2 separate regions of the Anas platyrhynchos genome follow, and region 1 is linked to region 2. The links are chromatin contacts, called in public Hi-C maps. All regions are on one chromosome and are shown on one strand. Each heading gives the region's core, a stretch centred on a gene start, on an enhancer-like site or on the middle of the called end of the contact. The rest is flanking DNA. Distances are from core to core; before and after follow the strand shown.

Evidence for each region. A called contact is a pair of places that touch in the nucleus more often than the background predicts.
Region 1: a Hi-C map of subcutaneous adipose tissue shows a contact between it and region 2, with 1.8 times the contacts expected there. The contact joins the enhancer-like site here to the promoter of ANKRD11 in region 2. A contact is called at or near these places in 3 of 8 Hi-C or Micro-C datasets (skeletal muscle and subcutaneous adipose tissue).

What each region holds. Positions count from the first base shown.
Region 1 is chr12:1,543,788-1,548,822 of IASCAAS_PekinDuck_T2T, reverse strand. The region is part of intron 2 of ANKRD11 (ankyrin repeat domain containing 11); the gene reads right to left. Among named protein-coding and RNA genes, the nearest start is that of SLC22A31, 57 kb to the left of the region's middle. Within about 2 kb of position 3,567, at least 6 of the 8 cell types and tissues checked have an H3K27ac peak or open chromatin away from gene starts, as enhancers often do. A contact at or near this core is called in subcutaneous adipose tissue, where this site is marked.
Region 2 is chr12:1,485,905-1,490,402 of IASCAAS_PekinDuck_T2T, reverse strand. ANKRD11 (ankyrin repeat domain containing 11) reads right to left here and starts at 1,705. Exons shown (of 13, transcript XM_072043799.1): 1 at 1,413-1,705. It overlaps LOC110352371 (a long non-coding RNA gene), which reads right to left. Exons shown (of 2, transcript XR_003499847.3): 2 at 2,453-4,498.

The DNA of each region.
Region 1 (5,035 bases), core at 2,318-4,817, 57 kb before region 2:
GAGCGAGACCGGTGGTGGACGCAGCCTGCGGGCGACGCTCACCGCGGCTCGAGGCGCGCCTGGCTCCGTCCTTCCCTCCCCTCCTGTCCTGCTCCTGCTCCTGCTCCTGCTCCTGCTCCTGCTCCAGCTCCTGCCTGCAGCCGTGGGACGGTGCCAATGTCAGCGTGACCCCGCAGCCGCCGCCGCGGGTCGCTCTGCAGGGTCACGGAGCCAAGCGGAGCGGGACGCACGGCGCCGCACCTACGGCACGCGGCAGGGGGAAGATTGGGCGCGAGGGGCTCTGAGCACATCTGGCAAATCGAGTTCCAGTGTTGTTGTGTTTTTTTTTCCTGCTAACAGAGCGCCGGCAGTGGAGCAGGCAGGAAGTTCCAAGGGCCATCGGTGCGCACCGCAGGGCACCTGGTGCTGGTAAGGTGACCCCGGGCTGTGCCAAGCATCAGCCACTGGCAGCAGTGGCACTGTACGAGGGGAGTGGGTGACCTGGATGTCTCCTGCAAGGATAATATTTGCCTGTTGAAGGTGAGGGCTAACATCTTGAGAGGGGCCGTGGCTGCCTCCTGGGAGGGCAACAGCTTTTGAAGGACCCAGGGCTGCTGCACGGAGCTCCCAGGGTGGCCATGGGGGAACTCGGAGCAGCCTGGAAGCGCAGCCGGGCTTCTCCTCTTGACCAAACCACGCTCCCCAAAGGATGCGCCCCCAGTGAAGGGAGGCTCCAAGGCAACGGAATGCAGCTTGCTGGAAAAAAAGGGGAAAGCTTCAAGCCTGACATAAGCCAGGGCTCGGATTCCTCCCCAGCACCGTCGCTGCGCCGCAGATAAGGGCTGCGTCAACTTTTCCATTCCAGCGCTCTCCCCTCTGAGGTTCACAGTCAGAGCGAAAACGTTTGGGGCAGGTGGAAACTTCACACCAAGACTCCCAGGCCAGGGAGCTGCCGGCACACACGAAGCACTTCGCTCGGTGTAACCCACCGAGATGGGCTTTCCCTGCGCTGGGAAGGGAACAGCTCGCCTCTCCCCCGTGAAATTCCTGCCATTCCTGCACGGCAGATAACCCCGCAGCCCTCCTCGTTCCCAGCCACAGCCCCACAACGCCCCCGTGACGACGGCAGCGCGAGGTGCTGGGGCACGGGCAGCACAAACCTGACCCCGCAGCGGGTGCGTGATGGAGGCACCGCGACCTGGCCCTGGCTCCTGAGCACCCCAGCCCCACGCTTCCAGCCAGGCACCATGCTCAGGCCCAAGAAACGACTTTGGAGAGGAGGAAAGGCTCTGATCACGAGGGTTTCTCACCCACAGCACCCAGCGGGAGCTGCAGGATGGGGCAGGAAGCAAGGTGAAGCCGGAGCCCCCGAGCAGCGGGGTGCAGCTACCCCCACTGCCGCACGTGCCGCAGGCTCCCCCGGGAACATCTCCCTGGTTTTGCACCGTGACAGAGCAGGAGCCAGAAAACCCAGCGCGCAGGCTGCCAGCTCATACCCGTGTGCCATGTTTTATCTTTTCTCTTTTTTTTTTTTTTTTTTTTGAGATTCTCCATTTTTAAGGAAGGTGCTGACGTCTGCGGCCAGGGGCTGCCGGCGGTGCCCCGGCCCCGTGCCGGCCCCGCACCGCGCTCTGGGGCCGTGCCGGGGCCTGGTGACGTGCGTGGGGGATGGGGAGGTATTTCGGGACCAGCGAGCGCCGCGGCCCCCCCCCGCACGCTTCACTGCAGTTATCCCTGAAGACAGAAAAATTTGTGCTTGTTTTTCCGCTGCTGCTGCTGAGCAGCTAGGAAATATCTCCCGCTACGGAGAGCCTGGATAAAAACCCCGGCTCCCGGAGCAGCTGAAAGCAGCTGAAAGCAGCTTCCCTCCCTCCCTCCCTCCCTCCCCCTCCCCATCCCCATCGCAATTTCAAGACCTTGAATTTACGGAGGCTGGAGTGAAAGCGCCATCGGCGCGCTTGCCAGCCACAGAGGAGCTGGGAGCGCTGGCGGTTTATCACGTTTCCCCAGCAGATAAGCAGCGGGGAGCTGCCTGCGCCGGCCGGCACCTCTCGCAAGGCCGGGTCGCAGCCGCTTCCTCCCTCCCTCGCTCCCCGCCAGCTCCGGGACCCGTCTGCGTTCGGCCCCGCATGCGCCTTCTGGGGCAGCGGCGCTCCGCCAAGGGCTTGGAGCAAGCCCGGGCTTCTCTATTTCCAAGTTCAAATGAAGAAAAACACACATTTGGAGAGGAGAACGGCCCGGTGGCGTTCTTCTTCCTCTTGTAGACCTTGGGGGGCCAGAGCACGCCGCAGCTTTCGCCCCCGGCACCGCTCGCGTGCCCTGCGCGGGGCCGGGACTCCCCCCTGCCTGCGGCGCGGCGCAGATGCCCCGCTGCAAAGCAACTTTGTTCCTTCTGCAGGGAACAGACAGATTGCAGGAGAAAACTCTATCCCAGCCGCTGCCAAATCCCCCAGCTTTAGTTATTAGTAGGCAATTAGGAGCCATTATTAACGCTTCCTACTACGTTAAGCTCGGCTTGCACCGCATCCCTGCGCCAACCCGGCCGTCGCAGCCCCGCGGCGCACGTGGGGGCACGGGTGGGGAAGGGCGGCCCCCTACCCACACCTCCCGGCCCCGCAGATGCATTTCATGCGCTCGTCTCGCGAAATAAAATCGTAAGGAAAAAGACAGAGATTAGGAAAGGGGGGGGAGGGAGGTAAACAAAAGTGCCGCGGCACAAAGGAAAAACAGTTTTGCTCTTGTTTTTTAGCTCACAATCGCCATCGAAGCTATTCAGGAAACTGGTGCACTGCCCTCCAACCAACTTCAATTAGGGAATTCAAAAGCAGCCAGACAAAAGAATGCCTGGGAGTTACTGCACCGCACCGAGATATTTTTAGCCAGAGCTGGGAGGCTGTTTGTGGGACGCTGCTTTGCTCCCGCTGCATTCAGCCTTTGTATTTACATTCGCAGGACAGTTGAGATTTACTAGGTCAGAGGGAAGGAGAGACGAGAAGCTGCGTGCGCGGCTCCGATCCTTTTGCTTTCTGACGCTCTGGGAAGGATTTTCAGAGGAATCTGCTCGACTCCAGGGCGAGACAGACCCAGCTTGGCCTCACTCTGCCTCCGGAGTTGCCCTGCAGCAGCAGCCCCTTTCCAAAGGGCGCTTTCAGCCGCGGTGCTGCTGCCCCCGGCGAGCCCAGAGCTGAGCCCCGGCCGTGTCCCCCCCCTCTCCGGGTCACCAGATGCCAGTCAGAGCCCGCAGAGCGGTGACACGCGGTGACACCCCTGGTGACACTCCTTTGGAGGCAGGCCGCGGGCTTTGTCGCGGGAAGACAATCGCCAAAAACAAAGGGGCCACAGGAGTCGGCCAGATCCCCGAGCTGGAACGAGGTTTGGGCAAAGAGGAGTGTGACCAAGCCCCGGGGGGAGCTGCTCGGGGATTTTTTGGGAGCCGTTCCCCAGGAGCCAGCGTCGGGCACGGGGTGGCCGTGGCAGAGCCGGGGGCTCGGGGCTCGGGGCGCTGGCGGCCGCGCTCCTCCAGCGCAGCCCCCTCTTCCGCTCCCTCCCACCACTGCGGCAGCGCAGATGGCAGCAGCGTGACCTCGCTGTTCCTGCCTCCTTGTTTTGATCCTGCAGTCTTGATTGTTCAGGCTAATCCCACACTCCGAGCCTTGGCTGCCAGCCAGAGCTGTTATTAATGGCACAAAAGCTTCTCATTCCAGCTACTTCTACATCCGCTAATGCTGTTGTTCCCTTCTCTCGCTCCCCCTCTCGCCACAGCGCAGGCTGGAGCTGGAATACATTTCGGGAGGGGAAGAGCCCCTCTGCCACCAGCCCTGCGCACCCAGGGCTCCACCAGGACCCTCGGAGACGAGCTCACCAGCCCCGGCACCCCCCTGCTCAGCCAGGGATCTCCTCCGAAGCCCAGAGCCGGGCAGGGACGTGGGGAGTTTCCAGCAGCCCCTGCGGAAGGCGCAGAGCCCCCAGGAGCACCCAGGGCTGCCCCAGGCAGGGGTAACCAGGGGCTGGATGGAGCCCGAGGACGGTGGCACCGCGACGCCGCTCGTCCTCCTGCCCCTGCTGAAAGAAATGCTAAATGTTGTAAAGCTCCAATTAACACCACGCGCTGAGCAGAGGCTTCAAACTCTCTGTAATTTACCCCTTCGGGTGCCAGCCTCGCAGCACGCCTGCTCATCCTGTGCGGCGCCAGGAGCCGTGCCCAGCTCCGAGCTCTCCGTCCCTGCGCCCCGCAGCCTCCCCTGCCCACGGGGGAGCTCTGTAGGGGCGCAGTCCCTGCGAGCAGCAGGCACGGGGCAGAGCTCGGGCACGGCTTTGCAAGTGCCTGGGATTAACCCTGACAAATGGAACATTTTCTTCAACTGCTCGGTTCCCACCACGTGTGGAGCCGTGCGCTGATCCCCCGCGCCCCAGGTTGATGCTGAGGGTGGCCGCGGGGACAGGCGGGCTCGGGGCAGGGCAGGTGGCACAGCGGGAAGGGAAAGGGCTTGTAGGGCGTGAAAACATTTCCCTGCCCTGCTGGAGGAAGCCTGGTGCCTGTTCAAAGCCCCCGTGCTTCGCTCCTCAGGCTGCAGGAGACTAAAAATAATCTTGGTTTAAAACTGCTTAACAGTCACGGGATCGAGCAGAACAAAAGGAGAAATTCGTTCAGAGGGGATCGATCCTTCTGGGGCTCCGCTGGCACAAAGGGCCCCACGGAGCAGCAGCTGGGGATGGGCCCGGGGGAAGCGGGGCTGCACCCCACACGTCCTGGGGTGAACAAACGTTGGAGAGTCTTAGGAAGTCTTACACAACCTCAAGGGGATAACTGAAGCAAAACCAGCAAAAATAGGAAATAATTCAAATTAATAAAATCAATCGTTTCCAAGGCCGAAAGGATTTGCTGCGATCATCTCAGCCACCGGCCCACCAGGACTCCCCAGGTTGTCTTCTCTCACGTTCTGCTGATGCAAACCGGCTACAGCAGACATGAAGCCTGCATCCCATCCAAAAAAACAGGCGCTGAGGGTCCTGAGCACACTTTGCCATCACCTGGAGGCCGCTGCCTTGATGCCTG
Region 2 (4,498 bases), core at 456-2,955:
TGTGCGAGCGCCAACTTTTCCTTTTTAAGTTAATCAAGGCAAATATTTAGCTCCTGGTGGAGCACGCACAAAAGAGCGCACCGAGGCCGTCCAAAAGCGTGCGGGAGTGAATCGCCCTCCCCATGGAGCACTGCTCCCCCCACCCCAAAAAAATAAAAATAAAAACAAGGCCAGAATTGTGATTACATAAAGCCCTTCGGTCTTGGGAAGGGACCAGAAGAAGGCCAAAATCGCACAGCTCCGGGCTCCTTCCATTTGCCCCCAGCTCAGCGCCCCGAGGAGCCGTGCTGGGGGGCTTGGGGGGGGGCTGGAGCTCCCCCAGCCCTGCCTGGAATTCGCTCCCCCGGCGCTGAGAGAGCACTTTGTGCGGGGAGCCGGCCGGGGGGAGGATCCCAGCCCTGCAACCGGAGAGCAAAACACACCCGGGGGCCGCCGGGCCGAGCCAATCCTCACACATGCGGCCCCCGGAGCCTCCGCGGGGAGGGAGGGGAGAACGGGAGAGGGATGGGGGGGGGGGGGGGGACCCGGGCCCGGCCCCACCGCGGGGCAGCTGCTAGGGGCGGCGGCGGCACCGGGGAGGTGGGGGGGGGGGGGGGGGGGGGTGAGGGTTAGGGCCGGGGGGCACAAAGGCTGGATGAAGCTAGTGGGTGGGTAAATAAATACATAAGTAGATAGATAATTAAATAAATAATAAAAATAGCTAATTAAATAAATAATGCAATAGATAAATAAATAAATGCCCGGGCCCGGCCGGCTGGCGGCGGCTCAACCCGGGGTTGCACGCACACGCGCGGGGCTCTGACGCCTCCCCGGGCTGATGAAATGGGAAGCGGAAATTACCGAGAGGGGCGGCCCGGGGCATTGTTTTTCCCCCCCCCCACCCCCCAACGCCCCCTCCCCCGTTTCTCCTCCCGGTGCTGCCCCCACCCCCCCCCACCGCAGCACGACGCCCCCCGGGGGCACGGGTGGAGGAAGGGGGGGGGGGGGGGGGGGGGGCAGGGAACGGCCGCGGCTCCCGGCCCCGAGCAGCCCCCGGTGGCGGCCCCCTCCCGGTAACCCCCGGGATCACCGGGGACCCCCCCGGCCTACCGATGAGCCCCCCCCCACCCGGTACCGGTAACCCCCGGTATCACCGGGGATCCCCCTCGTGTTATCGGTAACCCCCCCGGATCACCGATAACCCCCTGTATTATCGATAACCCCCCCCCCATTACCGATAACCGCCCGTTATTACCGATAACCCCCCGGTATTACCGACACCCCCCACACACCACCGGGCACCCCCCGCTCTCACCGGAGACCCCCCCAATCACCCCCTCCCCCCTTCCCAACCCCCCCCTCACCCCTTAACCCCCCCCTTAACCCCTTAAACCCCCCCCTCGGTTCCCTTTTCCCCCCCCCCCGCCCCTTACCGGCTCTCAGCGGCCTGAGGGCAGCCCGGCGCGGGGGGGAGCGCGGCCTGGCGGCGGCTCCGCCGGCCCGGCCGCATAGAGGAGAGAGCAAGAGGCGGCTGAAAGGGGTGCAGGGGGGCGGCGGGGGGCTAATGCTGTGGCGGGGGGGGGCAGCAGAGGCCGCACGTCCCGGTGGCGGTGCCGGTGGCGGTGCCGGCCCCGCGCTCCATGGCCCCGCTGCGCTCCGCTCGGCCCGGCCCCGCTCGCAGCGCTGCCGCCCGCTCGAGCCGCTGGCTGAGACGCCGCCGCTCATTGGCCCGCCGCGTCGCCGCCGCCCATTGGCCGAGCCGCGCGCGCCCGACGTCAGCGCGTCCGAGCAGGGAGAGGGGGGGAAAGGGGGAGGGAGGGGCGCAGCGCGGCCGCCATTGGCTGACGTGGCTCGGCGGAGGCGGTGCTGATTGGTTGGGAGCTGTGAGTGACAGGCGGGGGGGAGGGACCGGGGGGGCAGCGCCGTGAGGTGGCGGCGCCTCAGGGCCCCCCCCCCCCTGCGCCCCGTGTGGTGGTGTGAGGGGGATTCGCCCTCAGCGCCGTTTATCAGTGCCCAGAAATCACAAAAATCCCAATTTTTGATCCAAAACATAAAGGTTTTGGGGCTTTTTGGGCTCTCGTTTCCCTTTGTCAGCCTCCCTCTCGGTGGGTTTCTCGTCACGCCTCACGCAAAGCACTGCAAACAACCTCCCTGCGGCCTCCGAGCTCAAAACTGAGGGGAATTGGGATTTTCACTTCCCCAATATTGGTGCTGCCTTTGGGCGGCCGCAGCTGGAGCCTTCCCTGCGCCCTCCTGACCTGCAGCGCGGGAAGGGCCTCTGCAGGGCCCCTTCCTCATGGTTCTGCTCCTTGCGGCTTATTTGTGATATTTATGAGGGAAATAAAAGCCTGTAGTTAGTTGTGGGGTGCTTTCAGCCTTCCGTTCCCAACAGCAAAGCGATGCAGCACCTGTATGGAAGGCATCTGTGCTACCGTGGGTGCAGCTCTCTGCTGATTCAGCACCTACCAGAATGGGAAAAGATGGGCTTTTATTTTTAATAGGTCATACAAGTGATTGAGGACTACTACGGTCAAACATCGGGGTAAATCCTGCGTGAGCAGTCAAGCGCCAACATCAAAGAGGCCAAGAGAAAAAGCTTCGGGAGCACGTTGATTAGAAGAGCCCTCACTTTAAGCTTGGCTCGTGGTTTCGTTGATGTCACCTATTAGCACTCAGCAGAGAGATGGGCTTGGCAAACGAGACAGCGTTTGGGAGGCCGGCGAGGAGTCCTGCTGCTGCTCCCGGCAGCACAGCTCCGACCTCCCAACCTCCACTTGCCACCCCAGGTTTCCTCAATAAAACGGCCTCGTGCCCGTGTGGCTGGCAAGGGGGAGCGCCAGGCCTCCTGCGTCCCCAGCCGAGGAAGATTTCCGAGGGCGGCGGTCCCCTGCTGCTGGGTAAATGCCTCGTATTGATGGTCTGGGCGTGAACTCGTGCCGCTCTGCTCTAATTGCTGTTTTTATGATTCCTAATGACAGGCTTCAGGCTTCCAGCTTGCCGCTGGATTTGAGCAGCACGGAGTGACGGCTGCTTGCATGCAGCTTCCTGAGCGGTCCGTGGGGCTTGGAGCTGACTTCAGGCACCCCCTGCACACCGATGGATGCCTGGCCTGAGCTCTGCGTGCTTCAGCAGCTCTCTGGGAGCATTCCCGTGGAGCAGTCTGCTCCTTCGTGGCCTCCAACAGCTCTGGTTCCTACCGAGCTAGTCCCCTCTTCCTGCTCTTCTCCTGCAAGCTCAGCGAGGTGCCCATGTCCCTGTCACAGCCTCGGACCTTGCCTGTCCTAGAGCTTCCCAAGCCCCAACGGGCAGCTGTCCTGACGCTGCTGCCGTACTGCTGATTCCCTCTGATCCCCTGCCTGTCGCCATCTGTCACCTACCTGTCTAAAACTGCCTGCTCCTCAGCAGTGACTCACAGCCACGAGCCTGTGCCCCAGCAGTGTGTCCCGGCCAGGCTTGAAGCCCGTGGCTGCCTGACGGGATGGGGTGCCTTCCTTGCCCCCAGTGGAATTTCGGGCCCCATGTTGCTCCACGTGCAACGAGAGCAATTTCACTTCTTTTAAAAGTCTGAGTTTACCCTCTGGTTGCTTCAGCTCTGCATTTAATCCCTTGATTCATTATTGATGTGACGGCTGTGGATGGCGCAGTGGATACCTGACTCCAGGTATCCGTTCGCTCTGCTTGCAAAGTGCTGTGAGATGAGTCCAAGCTAAGAGGGGGGGGGTGGCACCCTGCAAGGAGCTCCCCGAGATTCAGGTGGCAAGAACATCTCATGGGGAGTGTGAAAATAGGAGATGTGAGTTCTCAAACAGCAGGGCTGAGGGCTGTGCTGGCTGCAGAACCTGATTCCTCTTTGCCTGAAGAACACCCGGCTGGGGCTGCTAATGCTGCTTCCTGTCCCTAACCTGCTCAGGGGATAAAGCAGGGATTTCAGGCTCCAATCCCGCACCTTCCCCCAGTAGTAAATACACGTAGCATTACCGGGTGATGTCATGGCTGGAGCACGTCCCAGTGAGGCCAAGCCTGGATCAGGTTAGATCTGTCTGCTCAGAGCCTTGGCTTGCTCCCAGCGGAGCATATTGCCAGGCCGGGGCTGGTGACTGAAGCCACCTTCCCCAAGGTCACCTCTCGCACACGCAGGGAGGACAGCGCTCGCCTTCCCCTATGCTGCCCAGCCCGAGCCGCCCACGCACGGACTCGCAGGGCAGCCACAGTGGCTGCTGGCCGCAAAACTCCTCGCCTCTCCCTCCTGGCACTGCTTCGTGTTGGCACAAGTGAGGCACGGACCCCAGCACCCCCTTTCCTGGTGGCTCATCATCTGCTCGCCTCGGAGGCACAGTGTGAGAGGAGGAATGGGAATTGTGTCACCTGCCGCGACGTGGTGTGTCTGTAAATAACCCATCCTGGCAGATCGGTCACATCCAGGCCGGAGTCTTCTGGCTCAGAGGGTCCCAGCAAGAGCCCCGCAGCCCTCAAATGCTGTTTGTGGCAGGCAGCGAGCCCACCAGGCTCAGCCTGTGCT